2 separate regions of the Mus musculus genome follow, and region 2 is linked to region 1. A link is a contact called in public promoter capture Hi-C data. All regions are on one chromosome and are shown on one strand. Each heading gives the region's core, a stretch centred on a gene start, on an enhancer-like site or on the middle of the called end of the contact. The rest is flanking DNA. Distances are from core to core; before and after follow the strand shown. Region 1 holds the start of Plrg1 (pleiotropic regulator 1). Region 2 holds the start of Wdr3 (WD repeat domain 3).

Region 1 (6,971 bases), core at 2,593-5,092:
GGGTCCTGCTGGGTATGGATGGGTGCCTGTCACCAAATACTCAACATCTTGTCCTAAAAAAATAATAAATTCATTGCCAGTGAGTTTGCCTTTATCCAAGTACTGCCTTTTCAAAGGTATTATAAATATTAAGTTTTCCTTTCCAACTCTACAGAAGCCTCAGAAAGGCAGGGAGTTGATGGTTCTGCCTGTAAGCTGCTAATAAGTCAAGGCGCCCCTCCCACTGACCTGTTCCAGCTGTTCTTCACAGTAAATAGTTTCACATGGAATAGCAGAGTCTTTGTAACTATAATTTCATCTTTTCAAGATAAAGAACTCACAGATGGTCTCCCCACAGGCTAGGAATCAACTTGAGTTTTCCCTGTAGACACCACTGTAATCTTGCCTACCTCCTAAGAGAATCATAATCATACATTCTGTTTTCTAGAAAAAGTCCTCACCTAAGCATCTTCATTACTACTCTGACGAGCTCATCAAAACGGCCACCATCACAGCAACAACTAAGCAGTGCCCCCAGGGAAGCTCTAAGGAGACATTTTCTCCTATTTTAAAAATTCACTTGTAAACCCGATGGTTTTCACCTTGGTTGGCGGGATACTGCTTATGAGGATATGAGTCTGTTGCGTTCTGAGGTCCCTTCTCCTTAAGGTTCTCTTTTGAAGTAGGCATATGCAGCACAGGACCATACTCATTGCGAAGCTTGATTGCCATTTTCCGCTTGTGACTATGTAAAGATCATAAAGATGAAATGCACCCGTAAGTACTGGAAACACACTCACCAGTGAAAAGAGTCAGCTAACCAGAGAAGCACAGAAGCAGACACGGTACTCCATGTCACAGATGCAGGAGGTTTCTCAAGCTACATAGTATTTTAACAACTACAACATTCTAAAATGCATTTCCATACCATATACGTTTACTTTATCTCACAATCTATCATACAGTATTCATTCAAAGCAAAGTAAGACCTTAGTTTGCAGCCCAATAAACACAAAACCTTTTTGGATGAGACCTCAAGGGTCCAAGTGAATTAAAGACATACACAAACTAATATAGCTTAAACTTTAAATGTCTGAATATAGTTAAATTGTATAGATATCTTTACTAGTAGTCTAAAAAGTTAGACCCAATGAAAGCACTAAATTAGCTCAGCATTTTATTTATATTTTTAAATTTATTTTTACTTTTTGGTTTTTCGAGATAGGGTTTCTCTGTATAGCCCTGGCTGTCCCGGAACTCAACTCTGTAGACTAGGCTGGCCTCGAACTCAGAAATCCGCCTGCCTCTGCCTCTCAAGTGCTGGGATTAAAGGCGTGGGCCACCACCGCCTGGCTAGCTCAGCATTTTAAAGAGAAATGTACTTATATTACTTAAAAAGATAATCTACCTTATAAATTAAATATGAATGCAAATGAGGGAAATTAAGTAGATTATTAAAAAAAAGCAAAGGGCAAAGAAAGGCACTGCACATAACACAATTCCCAGACTAGGGCTGGCGAGAAGCAAAAATATGCCACTCAAAACTCTTCACTACACCACGGAGCAAAGATGGGAGTAGTACTGGCCAAGTACAATTTCAGCAGAACAAGAGTCTGAGACCAGAAGCCGGGCAGTGGTGGCGCACACCTTTAATCCCAGCACTTGGGAGGCAGAGGCAGGCGGATTTCTGAGTTCGAGGCCAGCCTGGTCTACAGAGTGAGTTCCAGGACAGCCAAGGATGCACAGAGAAACCCTGTCTCGAAAAACAAAACAAAACAAAACAAAACAAAGAGTCTGAGAGCAGAAGCTAAAATCACACACAAACTGATTCACTACAAACAAGATGACATAGCAGGGATGCCCCTAATTACTGGGTACTGGTTACTTTTCTATTGCTATGGCAAACACCATTCTGGAGGCAATTTAGAAAATAAAGTATTTAACTAGGGGGTCATGGCTCAAGAGGATAGAGTCCTTGGCCATAAGAGTAGGGAGCATGAGAGCAGGCAGGCAAGCACAGTGCTGGAGCAGCAGCCGAGAGCTTACATCTGATTGGCAAGCATGATGTGTGGGGTGGGGGTGGGGGGCTGGACAAGAGGGAGGGAGTAGACAAGCAATAAGGGAGCTAACTGGGAATAGTGTAGGCTTTTGAAATCTCACAGCTTCTCCCCAAGGCCACACCTCCTCTAACAAGGCCACACCTCCTAATACTTCCAAAACAGCTCCACCAACTAGAGACCAAGCAAGCATTTAAACGCATGAGCCTATGGAGGCCATTCTCTTTCAAATCATCACACTGGGTGCCTGTAAACTATAGTTAGGTAATGATGTTTTTACTGCAGAAGACAAGACAATAGAAAAATGAGTTACCATTACTTATATTACACTAGAAAGCCACTTGCTATTGCCCAAGCGTCCTGTGAGTATGCACTTTTAAGACCTTTCAAAGTCCCCTCCTCCCCTCTCTCTGCACCCTTCTGTTAATATTAAATACTTTAGCAACTGAAAAGGAATAAAGCTTACCTCTCTTCATCCAAAGGCACGGGTTTTCCATTATCAGCCACAAACATGTCATGGGTCCTCTTCAATGACCTGAACACCAGTGTGTGTACAGAATGCTTCTGTACCTCCTGTAAAGAGACAGCCAAAAATCACACATCTAACAAGAGACCCATACACCCTAATCGACATGAGAGTCATTATGCAATTTCCACGCTAAATATGGAGAAGGATATACACTCCTCAATAACTGTAACAAACTACAGCAATCAACAACGAAGATGAGAAAGCTCCTGTCTGGCCAGAGCTCTTAGAAAAGTAACTGAGTAATGCCTACAATGTGTTCAGTAGATATTTACCGAGCTAGTACTGTATGCGGCATGCAGTGTACTCAAGAGGCAACAGACAAAAATAAGCAAAATAATTCCACATTTTTGGAGGGTTCTATGAAAATAGGCAATGGGATGAGTTGGTGGGGGGAGAATTGGTAGATATAATCAAGAAAGGTTTCTCTCAGGTGATAAGCAGAGAGGGAGACAGCCTTACACGGAATAGAGGTACAAGCAGTGAAAGTGTGGGAAATCCCACTGCAAAGGTGTCCAGATAACTCAGAACCGCAGCAGTTGTGAATGCTGCGGAAGTGTGGGTTTCCAGGGTCGGTGAGGTTTAGACCTCTGCCACCACCAACATTTTTACTCTATAACACTGGAACAGAAAGCAGCACTGAACTACACTCCTGCAATGTGTTCGTTAATCCTAAGCACTTAGACCAGCTGGAAGTTATTGAATGAGTCCGGGCAAAAGATGTTAGGCTAGACTCGGAGGACTGCAGTGGACCTGGAACGCAGTGGGTGGGAGTAAGAAACGTTTGGGATACGCAAGAACAAACAAACAAACAAAATCAAGAACCGCACGCCTCTACTGCGGTAGAGATGAAATAACAGTGGAACTGACAAGACAGCACGGACTAGCATCCCAGCCACGGTGGGAACATCAGAAGCCCCGCCTCCCAGGAGACGGCCAGGTACCTACGACAACACACGGACTGCAGGATTCCCTCAGGCTTCCCGCCGACTGAAGCTCGGACTTGGGATGTCATCGGCCTTCCTCCCACCCCGACGTGCCGAGACCACCAGCTTTGACTACAGTTCCTTTCCCCAGATTCCCACCACTTTCATCCTACACTTCCGTGGGCAAAGCAAAGCTCCAGGGACAAACGACTCCCAAGTACCCAAGCATCACTTTACCTCCACCATGTCGCCGCCGTTTAGTCTACCCCTCCAGCAGCGAAGGAACTCAAATAATCGCCGCAGAAAACGCCGCCACTATTCGGCAGCTCTTTCCGGAGATTGGGGCCCGTCGCCGGACGTGACGCTAACCGCACATGCGTATTGGCAACCCGCCGCGCAGGGGTCGAGGGGCGGAGTCTAGCGGTGGAGGGCGGAAGCTAGGCGGAGTTGCGCGGAGCCTCTTGGAGGAGAGCGGGACTTCGGCAGCCGCTGGGCGGGACTGGGGCGGGGTTTGGGCGGGGACGAACGATGTCTCCAGGCAGAAGGGCGGGTCTCGGCGGAGCTGGGCGGAGTCTCCTGCCTGAGGGCGGAGATTTCAGCCGGAGCTAAGGGAGCGCGCCAGCCTTAACGTTTAGGGGCGGTACCTGCTTCCAGAAGCTTGGTGCTCCTTACTTGGAGGTTTTAAGCAAGCAACTTTTTCGTTTCTTTTCTTTTTTTCGAGACAGGGTTTCTCTATGTAGCCCTGGCTGTCCTGGAACTCACTCTGTAGACCAGGCTGGCCTCGAACTCAGAAATCCTCCTGCTTCTGCCTCCCAAGTGCAGAGATTAAAGGCGTGCGCCGCCACCACTGTCCAGCTTAAACAAGCAATTAAAAAAAAAAAAAAAAAAAGGTTGAGAACTTAAGTTGGTTTTATTTTATTTGGCTTGACGCTAAAGTGTTGAGGTTTTGTGATTTACCCAGGTTAAAAATAAATCTGTGGCTTATATGATCGATCGTTTTCAAATGTTTTCTGTATTGATGTAGTTGCTATTTGCGATCTTAAGGCGTTTTCACAGATTGTGCGTCTTCCTGAACTGTGGTTAAGTTCACGGATACCGTCCTCAGAATACTGCGAATACTTTGAGAAGGATGAAACGTAGCGCCGATACAGCAATGCTCTCGCTCGATTTATATTTTAATTCATTAAAAACATGAAGGTCGTGTTTTTAACCTGAAAATGGACATTTCTAGTCTTTTTAGTTTTGAGCCTTAACGTCAGCGCCATCTTTGTAGCCCGCAAGTAGTCATTTCTAAATGTGAATGTGAGTTTAGCCAAAGGATCTTATTTTCTGTAAAAGTGGCTAATGTTTGTGCACGTTGCAAGGAAATAGTAATAGCCATAGAAAAGAACATTTTAAATCACAAAACACTAAGGAAATGTAAGAAAGACCTTAATGTATCTATGTTAATATAACTACTAGACAACTCTCATTAAACTTGTGAGATACCTTAGTCATCCTGAACACAGCTTATGCAAGGCTCATAAGGGCAGTCTACTGAGGTAAACCACACTAGGTTTTACTCTTCTTACAGCTCTTGAATTAAGCCACCCGTGTGAAAATTTCCTTCTTAAATGAATAGCTTGGGTGATCCTATTATCTAGTCATGAGACCCATAAATCACACATATCATACACAGATCTCCTGTTCATATAGGAACCTGGGTTTTTCTGTTTGCTATGGCCTCCCTCCTATTTTCTTGTATTTGAAGGGATCCAGGATCTTTGGCTGGTTAGGAGTCCCAGTTCAGAGGTGTTGGCGCACGCCTTTAATCCCAGTACTGAGGAGGCAGAGGCAGTCGGATCTCTGAGTTCCAGGATAGCCAGGGCCAGAACTACACAGAGAATAAAACCAAAACAAACGAAAAGAATAAGATGTACGTGTCTTTAAAAGTAAGCAAAAACCTGCTCTGGCTAACCTTGCGAGCTGCCTTTTCTGGACAGTAGAGGTCACTATGGCTCTTCATAAGTGTGCAGAGGACACTTTCTTTAAGCAAACATGACAAATTATTTACGAATATAAATATGAATGCTGCGTTTGTATGTGTGAAAACAATCGTGCAGATTTTAAGGAAAGCCGTTTTTTCATTAACAAAGCTGTTTTTTTTTCATTCAGTAATACAAATCCTTTCAATCTCCTTCAATTAGTGTACCTTGCCTGTTGAGCAATGATCAGTGAGGTAGAATGTGGCCTGGTACAACTGGGACAAGCAGAAGGCCTGACAGGTTTAACTGAAGAGTCGAAAGTCTAAGCAGAGACTGCAGTAGCTGAGTCTTCCCTCTGCAATGCTGCTGTGAATGAGAAACCAAGTCAGTGGATCTGATTCTCCGCTTACTTCCTTTACAGATTCCAATCTGCTTAAGAGACTCTGATAGGACTAGCAGGAGGTAGGGCTAGCATACCCACTCTTGGTCACCTGTCGCGTCCAGCATACTGACAGGACCACTGTAGAACCAGTCCTGAACTCCAAAGACATCCCTAAAGCTTGTGGTGGTTGGTCTCAACAGAAGCAGAGAAGCAGCCTTTTCTTGCTATCGCTCCTATGATCCGTATCTGGTCAGATGAGAGAATGTCCTCTTGTCCCTGCCCCCATGGCTCCTTATCAGCTACACACAAGGATCAGCAGAGGGATCAACAAAGGAAGCTGTCAGCAGAGACAGCGACCTCCTACTCTTTCGTTTTTTGTTTTTTGTGGTTTTTGTTTTGTTTTCTGAGACAGGGTTTCTCTGTGTAGCCCTGGCTGTCCTGGAACTCACTCTGTAGACCAGGCTGGCCTCGAACCCAGAAATCTGCCTGCCTCTGCCTCCCAAGTGCTGGGATTAAAGGCATGCTCCACCACCGCCCAGCGACCTCCTACTCTTTATGCCTGCCACAGACCTTCTCCTACCGCCACGCTGTTCTGATGTTTGTGCCAGAAGTTCAGCTTGGCCTTCAACTCTTACTCTTCAGTTGTAGTTAAGAGAAGCATGCTAAAAAGACTAATGACTGTAACGTTTGCAATCGCATGCCCGAGTAAACAAGCAGAGTCACTGATAGGTCTTATCTGTTTATCCATGCATATACTTATAAACTCACTCAACGGATACATTTGAAATACGCCAGGTGCAAGGTGTGCGATGCAAGCACTCATTGCTACTCAGCCCCTAGTTGCAAGTTCAGAAGCCCTTTTCATTTTAATGTCCATTTCCCTCCGAAGGTTGGTACCCAAGTCACGAAGCAAAAGCCTCCTCTCACTCTGTACCGTTCAGCACGGGTTGCTGTGGCTAACTTCTATTTCCTGTCTTTCCCCATAAACTCATGGCCCTCGTCTCCTTTGTTCACCGAACTATCCCGCCTGGCACAAAGGAGGAACTCAAAATGGCTGCCTAGTTCAAATTGCCTTGTGCAGTGTAGTCTAGGCCTCACATGAACTGAAAAACAGTCACAAGAAGTGTCTTGAAAACT
Region 2 (6,971 bases), core at 1,739-4,238, about 17 Mb before region 1:
AAGAAATATAGCCTGTAAGAGATGATGCATATATCTGAAAGGATTTCCAGACTTAGATTAAGAATTCTAGGGATAGACTGAAAACAAGCAGGGTGGTGGGCATGATGGGAACTGTGTGTGTGGGGGGGAAGGGGAGCAGACATGACTACAGTGATTTATAACCTTAGCCAGAAATTAAGCAACATGAAACCAAAAAGCCCTTCCCACTGGAAATCAATTGACCAGTGTTGAACTTTGAACAAGCTTGCAAACAAGCACTATAGTTTAGTAAAACTCACAGTCTCCTGAGGCACAGTTTTGTATCAAAAAGTTGTTGGTTTCCAGACTAAATCAGATCTATGAATTAGGCTAAATATTTTCTATGTTAGTTTAAGAGAAAGGACCCCCCCCCCCAAACAAAGAGAAGCTACTATTCTTTATGATTCAAAGAGTTCTTTGTAGCTTATTTCCCCCTGCATCCTGCCACCATTAGCTTTTAAAAACATACAAATTGTGAGTTATTTGAAAAATTGAATTGCCTGCAGAGACCAGATTTTTACTCCTCCAGGTCCGGCAGCATCAGGCAGAGCACTTGGGATCACTGTCTCAAAACCTGAGTTTCCAAACAGGTAAAAAAGAATGGTATCAAGTTGGGTGTGGTGGCACAGGCCTTAAATTCCAGCTCTGGGAGGCTAAGGCAGGTTGAGCTCAGTGAATTTGAGGCCCAGCTGTCCTAGTTCTAGGACAGCCAGAATTATCTTATCTCAACAAAATAAAACAAAATGAATGGTGCCACTTAAAAAAAGGGCGGGGGGGGGGGAGAGTGAGAACCAACTAAGAGGAGAAGATGACTGTCAAATGTTTACACAGGTGAGCTAAGTCTGGGAAACACATAGAGTTGGACCATGAATCTGACCTCTAATAATTAAGCAGCTTGTTTGTTGCTTTTGGCAAATAACAGGTTTATTATTCTTTATGGCTCTGTATTTCAATATTTAAATGCCCAGGATATATAAGGGTGAAAGCACCCACCATATTCATCCTGATGCCAAATCAATTATATTTACAAGAGTTACTTTATGCAAATGGAAGCTGCTCAGATGAAAACATGTCCGTGCTCACCTATATCAGCAAATAAATACATTATAATAAAACAGACCTCTAACCTTCATCAATGGTCCCAGGTAAACTGTAAATCATCATTCAAAAAAACATACAAAACACATGTTTTCCGGTGAATTAGCAGTGTCACCTACATATTAAACACACCAGAGCATGCTTCAGTTGCAAGTCTTCATACAGAGTGCAATTTGAAACTTAAAATAATAATGTTGTTCTTCAAGTACTAGATAAGAAAATGTATCTTAAAGTACTGGATAAGAAAATATGTAAGATTAAGGTGTGCTAGTTTAGCCTGGCGGGCCAGTACACGCCTTTAATTCCTGCATGCTGTAGGCAGAGGCAGGTGGATCTTTGTGAGCTCAAGGACAACATGGTCTTCAGAGAGCTCCAGAACAGGGCCTTTGTGAGACTCTGTCTAAGGAGGGGTGGTGATAGGGATGCTAGATGCAGCACTCTATATCATACCAGGCTGGCTTTCCAGTGCTGGTATTAAAGTTGTGGACAAAACCTGGCTTTGATCCCACGACCAAAGATGACAACATCAATTGGCAATGTCTAAAGGTTGGGCAGGCCTGAAATCTTCTAAACTGTTTCCCCACCAAAGCACACATCTCCCATCTCTAACAAGGAAATGCACAGCATCTACAGGAGGTAGGGTCCATACACATCTATCCAAATGTTCCTCCCCAGCCTGGAATAAATTTATCATCACGATTTCTTGCCTTCTTTTCATCCAACCCACTACAAATGATTCTTCTTTCAAAACAATTTTCTTAAACACAGAGGATGAGCTGGACATGTTTTAAATCACTAAGAAAATCTTACCCAGTAAATAGTAGCTAAAATTAAAAAGGAAAGGCCGGGCGTGGTGGCGCACGCCTTTAATCCCAGCACTTGGGAGGCAGAGGCAGGCGGATTTCTGAGTTCGAGGCCAGCCTGGTCTACAAAGTGAGTTCCAGGACAGCCAGAGCTACACAGAGAAACCCTGTCTCAAAAAAAAAAAAAAAAAAAAAAAAAAAAATAAGGAAGACAAGTCTACCTGTCAGCTACAATTGTCTACATGTCTAATTTCTAGGTTGGCTACAGAGGTTCAGTAAACCATGGCAGGGATCAATTCTTTTGTATAGTTATACGTACAGTTATATAGACAGCTACAGACATCAGACCTCGTTTCTAAAACTTCTAGACCAGCCCAAGGATAAAAGGGGGCAAGAGAAGAAAAGCTAATTTCCTCGTTAACAGAGTGGCTCAGTCTCAGTCTACAATTAAGGACCAGTAAGCCCAGGGTCACTTCCCTCTCAAGTGACCTGAAAGCGGAAACACAAAGCCAGGTCAATGTCACTCCAGGGACTGCGGGGTCTTTTTACAACTCAGCATCCTGGGCTCAGCGTCTGACCACAGGGAACCCGATTTATAGGACGGGCTGGACTCTGCTAGAGCCGCCACCCGCAGGGCTGCTCGCAGCACCGCGTCCCAGCAAATCCCGGGGACCTGCGTCCCCAGAGCTTGGCGACCCAACCTACCCTGAGTGCGAAGCCCAAAGCCCGGGAGGACCCGCCAGCCCAATCCCTCCCAGCCGCCGCACCCGACTGTGTCGCCCTCCCTTCCCGGCTTCGCCCTTCTCTCACAGCGCTCGGGCGGGCCCATCCGGGCGGCGGCCCGCAGCTCACTCAGATCCGTGGCAGAATTCAGGCGGATGACATCCGTACACTTTGCTTGCCAGAGGCGGAGGCTGAAGCGAACCGGTCTCCAGAGGCCAGGGTGACTGGCGACAGCGATCTGACAGCGAAGGTACCCGCTTCCTCTCCGCCACGCCACCCAATCACAGCGCTCTGCCGTCACTTCCGCCTAGAAGGTAAGGGAAACGCCGGGCGGAAGAAACTTCCAATCGGACCGGAAGTGGCGGGTCTCGTAGGCAGCGCTGTCTGCTGGAGCCTCGTGGAGAGTGAGGTGAGTGTTGCTGGCTCTTTAGGGATCGCGGGGCGCGGTTCCCCGCACAGTGGTGTTCACGGTGAGCCGACGCGGCGAGGGACTCCGCGCTAAGGGCACTAGGGAGGCCGGGGAGAAGCCCTTTGCCGCGGCCGTCTGCATCGCAGAACCCAGAGGCCGCGCGCTGCCCCCGGGCCGGAGTGCGAGGCTGCTGGAACTGCCCGATTTCCTTGGATTATTTCGGGGATGATGTGCAATAGAAACTTAGGTGCGGGGGATAGTTTGAGAGTGACCAGGTCGCAGGAAGGAAAACAAGCGAAGTTATTTGAGAAATAAGCTTTAAAGCCCTCGGGTAGGTACAGTGCATGTGAAAACGATAAACAAGCGTGTTACTATGACTTGAAGCGAAAATCGTGGACGTGGAAGTGCTAGATAGAAAACCAGTGCAGCAGCTCGTTGAAGACAAACTGGAGATGAAAGTGCAGGGAAGAGAAAACTGGGTAGAAAAGGCAGACACATGAACACACATGCATAAAAGCTGAGATCGGTTGGTCTGAGCTTTTGGATAGAGGAACTGCAGCAGCCCCATAAGCTCTGCGAGCTTATTATATACAGTTGAAAATGAAGAGGGGATTATTGCTTACAACTGAACAAGGAGACAGGGTGATTGTATAGAGATAATATCTAATTGCAATAGGGACAGTCTGTGGGGAGCAGTCTTCAGTCAGTACACATGGTGGTGTGGTGGGAGGGAAGAAGGCTATGGTGAACATTTTCTGGAACACTGTAAACATCCCACTTGAACCAAAGGACCATGATGCCTCTCCTATTGGTCTGGGGCATTGAAGTCCTTGACATGGCTACATTCATGTCAGCAGGACCCATTCACTCTGGGCTTCCTCTGATCTACACACAGGGTCTCTTCGAATCCCAGGAATCTCTCTCTCTGCCTTCCCTGTGCTGGGGTCATAGACCTGCATTTTTCTGTGCCTGGCCTTATGTGTGGGTGCGGGTACTACAGCAGGTACTTTACCATCTGTGCCAAGTTACATGCTTTTGATCATGTAAAAAAAAAAGGTTCCTGTTTGTTAGCTGTGCAGAGTCATTGTATTGCAAAAACTGAATTTTGTTTATTTACACAGATTGCCTTCCCGGTGTCATCAGACAGCCCAGCATGGGGCTTACTAAACAGTATCTGCGCTATGTGGCTAGTGCTGTCTTTGGCTTGATTGGCAGCCAAAAAGGTAACATTGTTTTTGTGACACTCCGTGGTGAGAAAGGACGCTATGTGGCAGTACCCGCCTGTGAACACGTTTTTATCTGGGACTTAAGGAAAGGCGAGAAGGTAAGTCAGAAATAAGAAATGGACACCGTTAAATGACACCGACTCTTGGAAGGGTGAAGTGGGAGAGCCTTGACTGACCTGCCTGCACTCATTTGTGTGTGAGTCCCCCAAGAGATCACTTCCCTTTTATTTTTCTAGACGGCTAGCACCAGATTCTGTTGTGTTCTGAAAGTCACAGCCAAGCAGGAGTTTGCTTAAATGGGTGTGTTCGTTTTCATGGGTTATTATTCTTAGCCATTATTAACTTCTACTTTTGTCGACCGGTTCTGCTTTTCATGTTCTGCTTGTTCTCACAGCCAGCTGTAAAGCAGTAGAATTTCAAAGGACTGTCATTCTGCTGTGTTGTGCAGTCCTTCTCTTAACCATAACTGATGAGATTCATTGGTTGCTTCACTCTGCTTTGACTGTGACAGAAGCTATTCCTTTCTTGCTAAGCACAAAGAGATAAATTATCCCTCTTTACTGTGTGACTCCCAGGAGGTGAGATGAGTTACATATAGATTTATAGATGTAAATATATAGAAGCCTGTTGCTACCCAGAGCTTCTTCTTGGGATGAAACTGTTAGTACTGTAGGTTGAGTTACAACAAGGATGAGTTTATAGCTCTGTATCAGAAATCACTGGGATACAAAGTTGCTAACTTAGCTCATTGCCTGGATCATTTGCATACACACCAGCACCAAGCTTGAGAGGACGTGATGACCTCTTGAGGAGCTTATGGTCTTTGCTTGTCAAGTTTTATCCTCGTGTATCAGTGACTGGAAATTGTTGATATGTGTATGTGTTATATGTTGATATGTGTATGTGTTATATGTTGATATGTGTACTATGTGTTATATGTTGATATGTGTATGTGTTATATGTTGATATGTGTATGTGTTATATGTTGATATGTGTAATATGTGTTATATGTTGATATGTGTTATGTGTTGATATGTGTATGTGTTATGTGTTGATATGTGTATGTACTGAGGTCATTCCTGTGCTGCTGTCTTGTTACATGCCTCACGCTTCTGAGTTGGTTTTCATCTTTATGATTTCAGATCCTTATCCTTCAGGGGAATAAACAAGAAGTCACTTGCTTGTGTCCTTCCCCAGATGGGCTGCATCTAGCTGTTGGCTATGAGGATGGAGCCATCCGAATCTTCAGCCTCCTCAGTGGTGAAGGAAACATAACCTTCAATGGACACAAAGCAGCTGTCACCAGCTTAAAGTACGATCAGCTAGGAGGCAGGCTGGCTTCTGGGTCTAAGGTGAGCCTCAGACAGGTGCCCAGGGTTGTTTCTCACACTTAATATAGGAGCAGATTATTCTCATAAACTGTGCTATGAGATGGGTTGGATTCTCCGTGTCCAAGCTACTATACATTTGGGAGAAAGAGTGAGGAGGATGGGTGCGTATGAGGGAGTGTTCTACTTGTTTCCTGTTCTGTTCTCTGATAAAAGTCTGTGGCATGAAAGAATAACACAGAGGTACTCTGGAATCTATCACTGTGGAAGAGGGACCCCAAACTATATAACCAGGAAGATTAGAAAAGAAGATGGTTATAGTTTGCCAATGAATCTGTTTTACAGGTTGATGAGTTAAAGCCAGGTGTGCTGGTGCACACCTTTAATCCCAGCACTCAAGATTCAGGGCACCTGCATTGCTCTGAAGTAGAGGCCAGTCAGCCAAGCTTTGTCTCTGGGGATACACAGTGAGACCCTCTCTCAAAGAAGGCAAAGAAAAGATCATTGTTTTCCCAGCACAGAGGAGGAAATGCACTATTTGCAATTGTAGCCACTGGGAGAGGAAAATCAGTTTTCTTCAGTGGAGTGACACTGGCTGTATCAGCCAGGCTCCGGGCAGACCCTGTGCTGGGGTGGTTGGCCAACACATATCAGGCTCTGGTTTGCTGTTGCTGCTCTTTATGTTGTTGGTTTGTTTTTAAAAGGAGAAAGAGAATGAAGCTGGGTGGCTCAGAATGTTCAGGGGAAGAATATAAAAAATATATGAAATTCTCAAAAGATAAAAACACGCCAGGCAGTGGTGGCGCACGCCTTTTTTTTTTTTTTTTTTTAAATATTTATTTATTTGTTATATGTAAATACACTGTAGCTGTCTTCAGACACTCCAGAAGAGGACATCAGATTTTTGTTACGGATGGTTGTGAGCTACCATGTGGTTGCTGGGATTTGAACTCAGGACCTTTGGAAGAGCAGTCGGCACTCTTAACCTCTGAGCCATCTCACCAGCCCGGTGCACGCCTTTAATCCCAGCACTTGGGAGGCAGAGGCAGGCAGATTTCTGAGTTTGAGGCCAGCCTGGTCTACAGAGTGAGTAGGGCTACACAGAGAAACCCTGTCTCAAAAAACCAAAAACCAACCAAACAAACAAAAAAACCAAAACCCACAGTGAAGAAAAGATTGATTTTAGATCTTCTTTTAGATTTGAATCATAAATTTAAGACATTAAACTTCTTTCATTTAAAAAAGTATAAAAAGAAAAGCAGAAAATATTTAATAAAAACTATCATCTACCTCTTAGACTTGTAAATTAAGATGTTAAAAAATAACATGTAGAAGATAACATTGATGAAAAATAAACAGGGTAAAG

What was found. Promoter capture Hi-C pulls out the DNA fragments that hold promoters and counts their contacts.
Region 2: a promoter capture Hi-C map of liver shows a contact between it and region 1, with 4 times the contacts expected there. The contact joins the promoter of Wdr3 here to the promoter of Plrg1 in region 1. A contact is called at or near these places in 3 of 39 promoter capture datasets (liver and pre-B cells), 1 of 484 Hi-C or Micro-C datasets (CD4 T cells) and 1 of 9 other capture datasets (adipose tissue).

Annotation. Positions count from the first base shown.
Region 1 is chr3:83,052,409-83,059,379 of GRCm38.p6, reverse strand. Plrg1 (pleiotropic regulator 1) reads right to left here and starts at 3,842. Exons shown (of 15, transcript NM_016784.3): 1 at 3,726-3,842; 2 at 2,503-2,609; 3 at 582-724; 4 at 1-53. The coding sequence starts at 3,734.
Region 2 is chr3:100,158,424-100,165,394 of GRCm38.p6, reverse strand. Wdr3 (WD repeat domain 3) reads left to right here and starts at 2,988. Exons shown (of 27, transcript NM_175552.5): 1 at 2,988-3,051; 2 at 4,173-4,375; 3 at 5,420-5,629. The coding sequence starts at 4,205. It overlaps Gdap2 (ganglioside-induced differentiation-associated-protein 2), which reads right to left and starts at 2,932. Exons shown (of 14, transcript NM_010269.3): 1 at 2,730-2,932.